Linked DNA regions of Mus musculus: region 1 is linked to region 2. A link is a contact called in public Hi-C data. All regions are on one chromosome and are shown on one strand. The core of a region is the stretch at or near the end of the contact, and the rest is flanking DNA. Distances in the headings are between cores, read along the strand shown. Region 1 has its middle 150 kb from the start of Fer. Region 2 holds the start of Fer (fer (fms/fps related) protein kinase).

Region 1 (2,700 bases), core at 45-2,544, 150 kb after region 2:
CAACTGTGAATTCGTACGGTTACTACCCATTCTGCTCACCATCACGTTTCCTCTCTGTTTTCAATCCCTTATTCTACTTCCCATCTCACAGTGAGAATTTTAGCGCCAATCTTAGCTTAAAAATCTGTTAGATCCGTCTTTGGTATCCTGCTGGCTTGTACAAAAGACTATATCAGCCTGGAAACCGGATGGCCCATCCTCAGCCAGTAAACACTCCATAGATGCCTTGAGGAGGTTACACTGCAGGGACGGCTTTTGGCTGCACACAGCTGTAGCTCTACAAGATGCCCAGAGACGACTGCTTCAGTCCTTCCCCTGGTGGCCCAGTGGAGATCCTCTAATTGGTATAAATAGGTAGACTAATTTGCATGAAGGATTATGCCATGATTTGTGCAAACATAGACCTCATTTGCATAAGAGACTTTTGTGATTGATTCGAACACCCTCGCCACATCCCCTCTTTGGCTATGCAGGCAGTTTGTGTCACTTCTCAGTCCTCTAAAGACATCCCGGGCTGCTGTCTGCTGCTGTAACCTGAGGCTCGAGGAAAGGCTTCATCTTGGTGGTCTCTTCTGCCTACTGTCACCTTTATTTGCAAGAATGCAAAGAAAAATTATAATTTCCATCATGAAAATGGCAAGTGACTTTAAGAGCTTTCTCCCCCCACCCCCCACCTTGAAACTAAAATCTTTAAGCAGAGAACTCCACCCTCCTGCATCATTTGTCAATTTCTGATAGTTGAAAAGTTTAACAGGAAACATTATCGTCACATGAGAACGGAGGTAAACACCGACCGATCTCTGCTGTTTTCTATTTCCTTCTTGTTTCTATCTCCCTCTTCCTTCCCTCTCTTCATTATGTAGATTCTGCGCAGGTGCCTTGACTGACACAGGTGGGACCCTGGCTTTAACAAGCACCCCCTGTTTTGGGAGACACGCAGGGAATGAATGAAATGAGGCTACGTGGCAGGAGATCGGTCTTTCTTCACCTTACTGTTTGATAGTCTCACATGTTAGGTGAAGGAATTGGCTCAGTTGTCAGTCACATTAACAACTTACAGCCATCTCTTCCGCTCCTCCCCTGACACCAGGTAAGTTAAGAGCAAGCAGAGCACTTCTTTCCTTCCTTTGGTTGGACTGACCAAACTTTCCTTGGTGATGACAAGTCATGAGGCTGGAGCCCTGAGGATAAAGGCTGTCAAGCAGACATCCCTTTGCAAATCAGCTTTCTGTCGAGCAAACTGAGCCAGCCTGCTTGCCTGCGGAAGAGGGTCACCTCAGCCCCACCGCTGACAGATGGTGGTAGCAGGTGTGTGGTTATATTAGTCACAGGCACGGTACTGTTTGTTAGTCCTGTGGCAGTTTTGGCACATGTGCGCTTTGTTTCCAGATCTATCACAAAAGCATCGAATCCCTAAGTCCAAAGAATAGAATGAGTTGAGAGAAAGAACACACATCCCTGGTTGTGATGAGAGCCAAAACCGTGTTAGCTTCACGCAGGCCCCATGCTTTGTTTCTGTATATTATATTGTCCCTGCAAATAAGTGGATTGAGAATCAGACCTCAGAATATAACATAAGTACAGAATTGTCTGACCTTGAAAAGACACACATCAATCTTTTGGACATGTGCCCAGTAACATTTGAAACTAAAGTCATTCTCCGATGCCAGAAATCTTCTATAGTCAAAACAATCTCTGAGCATTCCTGAAACCATGAATGTAACCCCATATAGCAATTCCAGTTTGAATATGACTGAGCCTTTAAAAAGAGAAACAAAGTCAAATTTGTACCGAGGATGTCTTGGTATTCAAATGCATTCACCTTTCAAGAGAAGCGTCAGATCTTAGACTGCGCTGGCGTGTGGATGTGGACACTGTGCTGCCTTCGTGTTGTATTGACCTCACGTTCTACGGGCAGTGAACACGTATTTCTTTGTTGTTTTGAGGAACCAATGGCTTGTACACGTCGAAGTCCACAGTCCTCAAAAAGTAAATATGAGTTGATTTCGAGTCTGACACATGTTTGTTCTGATCCATCTGCCTCTTGTCATGTGAACTGATATGACTGTGTAGACATGTGTAGACATGTTTTCACACTTAAGGATTTAGAAGTGGGTTTAGAGTCCCCTCAAATGGAGCTATACTGAAGGGACAGGTTTTTATTATTTATTTTTATATTTAAATTATTATTATTGTGTATGAATGTTTTGCTTGTATGTATTTCTGTGCACCACATGTGCGCCTGGTGCCCGTGGAAGCCAGAAAAGAGCATTGGATAGCCTAAGACTAGAGTGGTGAATGATCCCCTGTCGATGCTGGGAACCTGGGTCCTCTGGAAGAGCAGCCAGTGCTCTTAACTGTGGAACCCTATCTCTAGACCTCAAGAGATTGTTTTTCATATTATTTTTGTTATTTATTTATTTATTTATTTGCTTGTTCAAGACAAAGTTTCTCTGTGTAGCCCTGACCATTCTAGAACTCACTCTATAGACCAGGTTGGCCTCAAACTCACAGAGACCCACCTGCTTCTGTCACCGGAGGGCTGGGATTAAAAGTGTGCACCACCATGGTCAAGCCCAAGAGATGAAAACTGAATGCATTTTGACAATATGACTAAGTTATGATGTCTTCTTGGATAATTCATCTGCACCAGTCCCTAGGTCAAAGTTCTTACACTCCTCCTCTCCAGACCCCACAAGT
Region 2 (2,700 bases), core at 108-2,607:
CCTTTGGCTCTTCCACACACCATTATAAAGCCTACACAGGTGTGTATATAAATAGTCCCTAAACCACACCATGTATTTTGCAATACTTTTCCTTTAAACCTGTTCTTATTTCACAGATGGACTGCAAAGTATTTTTTAGATGTTAACCACTAAAATACTGTGGGCCTTATCTTTAGATTCTCTGACATCAGACGTTTATATACGGTGACTTCAGGTTGAGAAGGTTCTTTCTGAAAAATGCCTGAAAACTCCTGTACATGTTGGAGTAGCATATGTTAGGGTGACCGTGAGACCATTGTGAATATATACAGCTTCTTCCGAAGTAAAAGTATCAAAAGCCTCATTGCTCTTACGTCATAAGATATTGAAAATGAAAGGCTGCCCGAACAAACTGAAATTGCAATGGCATGCCCAACAAAAATCACAAATGCACAGAGTTCCAAGCGACCACCTCATGGAAACTTAATTGTTCAAAGGAGCCCTAGCTCTTACCAAAACTAATCTCATGAACTCCTTTCGGAGGGCTGATCTTAAGAGGAGTCCAAGGAAGACACAAAGGTGCCTCCAAATACCTCAGACCCCTAAAAAGCCCTTAGGGAAAAAATCACCCCTGACAAGTCCAGATGCCTCCAGAAGTCTCCCTGGGCCGGACTTCTGAAAGGCTGCCCTGAACCAAAGGGGCAGTGGGACGTGAAGCTGAAGCGAGGCGACACAGGGTCAGAGGGTCCTGATGAAAGGGGCTGCGGGAACTCTCGGGGCTGGGTGCCACAGGAGAGGGCGGCGACGGGTGAGGAGACCAGAAGGGGTGTGGGCACCGTGGGCGAGCGTCGGAGGAGCGCAAGAAGGGAAAGGGTGCGGGCTCCCCACCGCAGCAGCTCCCAACCCCGCCCCACGCCCCGCACACCCGCGACCCGCGACGGGGCGGGGCCAAGCGCCCGCCACGGCCGGCACCGCCCCCTCAGCCTCCGGGTCCCGGGCGGGTAGGAGGGGCGGGCCTGGCGGGCCGGGTGAGCAGCCCGGACCCAAGCCCAACCCGGAACGTTCCGTCGCGCGGGTAGGATGAGGCGAGTGTGACCCCGCAGCCCCGGCAGGGGACCGAGCTGGCTGAGGGCAGAGGAAGCGCCTCCGCACAGCCCGCGTCCGCTGGGCCAAAAGCCCGGCGCCCCCCTGCAGGCGGGAACGGTTACCCCCGCGCTGCGCTCGCCTTCCGGCCTCCTTCCCACCTCCCGGGGCGTTGCCCCGGGCAACGGTGCCTACGGACGGCGGCGTGAAACGCACCTACCTAGAACCTGACAAGCAGAAGCCCCTCAGACCCGGGAGCCAGTCGCCACCCGGCGTCACGGGGACTGCTCCAGCCAATAGGCGCCACCGTTGCGAGGCTCGACAGCCAATCCCGCTACACTCCGGTCTCCGGGCACCCCGAGAGTTTAGCCAATGAGAAGGAGCAAGGGGCGGGCGCTGCCACCGGCCCCAACCCCCTCTTCTACAACCTCCCAGGAGGCGGGCGCGGCCCATTGGCTCGGACCCGCGAGGGGCGGAGCTCAGCGAGTGGGCGGAGGCTGGAGTTGCGGGCGTGAGGAGGCGTGGGCCGTGGCCACCGCCCTGCGTGCTGTTTCCCGTCGAAGCTTGTTCTTGCGGTCTCTCGCGTAGAAGATCCCGCTTCTCCGAGCCCAGCCGTCGGCCTGAGCGGTGGGATGGGCGCGGAGACCGAGGGAGCCTGACAGGAAACTCCGGAGACTCGCGGGGCCAAAGCCGGGAAGTAGCCTGTCCGGGTGATAAGCTGAGGCCGCCCGGAAGGGTCAGCCCCGCGGCCCTGCCGGAAAGGAGGTGTGACGAAACGTGGAGCGCCCGCGGGGGACCGGCGAGGGCCGGCTCTCCTTCCCACCCCGAGCTGGCTGTGCAGCGAACTCTACCTTCCCGCGCTCTGCTTGCGTGTGCTGTAACGTGGATTCCTTTAAATCGGCTTTGCGTTTCTGCGGTGTGCTCAGAACTGCCTTTCCCGCTCCTGTGCCTGCAGTGTCAGACGCTAACGAGCTGACATTCTCTGGAAACATGAGGATGCTCTGCAAAGAGAGCCGCGAGTCCTGGGAGCGGTCCCCTCGAAAGTACTTACCTCTAGGAAAGTCTAGAAAGCGAGGGCCTAAACTGATGTGTTCTTCCAGTGAGGGCTGTTTTCCGAAGCGCTCCTTTGCCAATTTGGTACAAAACAGGAGTAAGGTGGACCTGAACAGATCTTAGTAGGTGATCTGGAGCTCTGTGATAGGTGTTCATGGAGCGTCACTCTCGGGATTGCTGTAGCACGCTTTTTAAGGCAGTGTCCTCTTGTACGTGAGCTCAGCCACATTCACATTCGTCGCCTGCAACAAGTCTGACAGCTCCATTTCCCCTCCCACCCTTAAACCTTTGAGTTAGATTAGAGCCAAAGAAGAATTAATACTTTTTAAAATTCTAAATGGTTATTCACTTAAGTCAGTTTCAAAGACCAAGAAACCAAAACATACTTTAAGGACACAGATATCTTACAGTTGAAAATGGATGAGAGTCTCTCCCCCTTTTTCTCAGAAAACAATTATAAAGTTCTCTTGTCAGATTTATGGTCCAGGAATATCTTTTTCAAGAACGTGGAATGCACAAGAGTTGTGAATCGTTGTTAGAGCACTTGAAACCTTAGATGAACCTCAGCCAGGCTATGGGAAGCCA

Evidence for each region. A called contact is a pair of places that touch in the nucleus more often than the background predicts.
Region 1: a contact with region 2 is called in a Hi-C map of cerebellar granule neurons, with 2.3 times the contacts expected there. The contact joins the enhancer-like site here to the promoter of Fer in region 2. A contact is called at or near these places in 2 of 39 promoter capture datasets (both in the 3T3-L1 cell line), 1 of 15 datasets of contacts at CTCF or cohesin (the NIH/3T3 cell line), 6 of 484 Hi-C or Micro-C datasets (adipose-derived mesenchymal stem cells, cerebellar granule neurons, cerebral cortex and 2 more) and 2 of 115 datasets of contacts at active chromatin or transcription factors (the NIH/3T3 cell line and embryonic fibroblasts).

The regions. Positions count from the first base shown.
Region 1 is chr17:63,714,940-63,717,639 of GRCm38.p6, reverse strand. No RefSeq gene overlaps it. Among named protein-coding and RNA genes, the nearest start is that of Fer, 150 kb to the left of the region's middle. Within about 2 kb of position 1,294, at least 5 of the 459 cell types and tissues checked have an H3K27ac peak or open chromatin away from gene starts, as enhancers often do. A contact at or near this core is called in cerebellar granule neurons, where this site is marked.
Region 2 is chr17:63,862,638-63,865,337 of GRCm38.p6, reverse strand. Fer (fer (fms/fps related) protein kinase) reads right to left here and starts at 1,357. Exons shown (of 19, transcript NM_001037997.3): 1 at 1,283-1,357.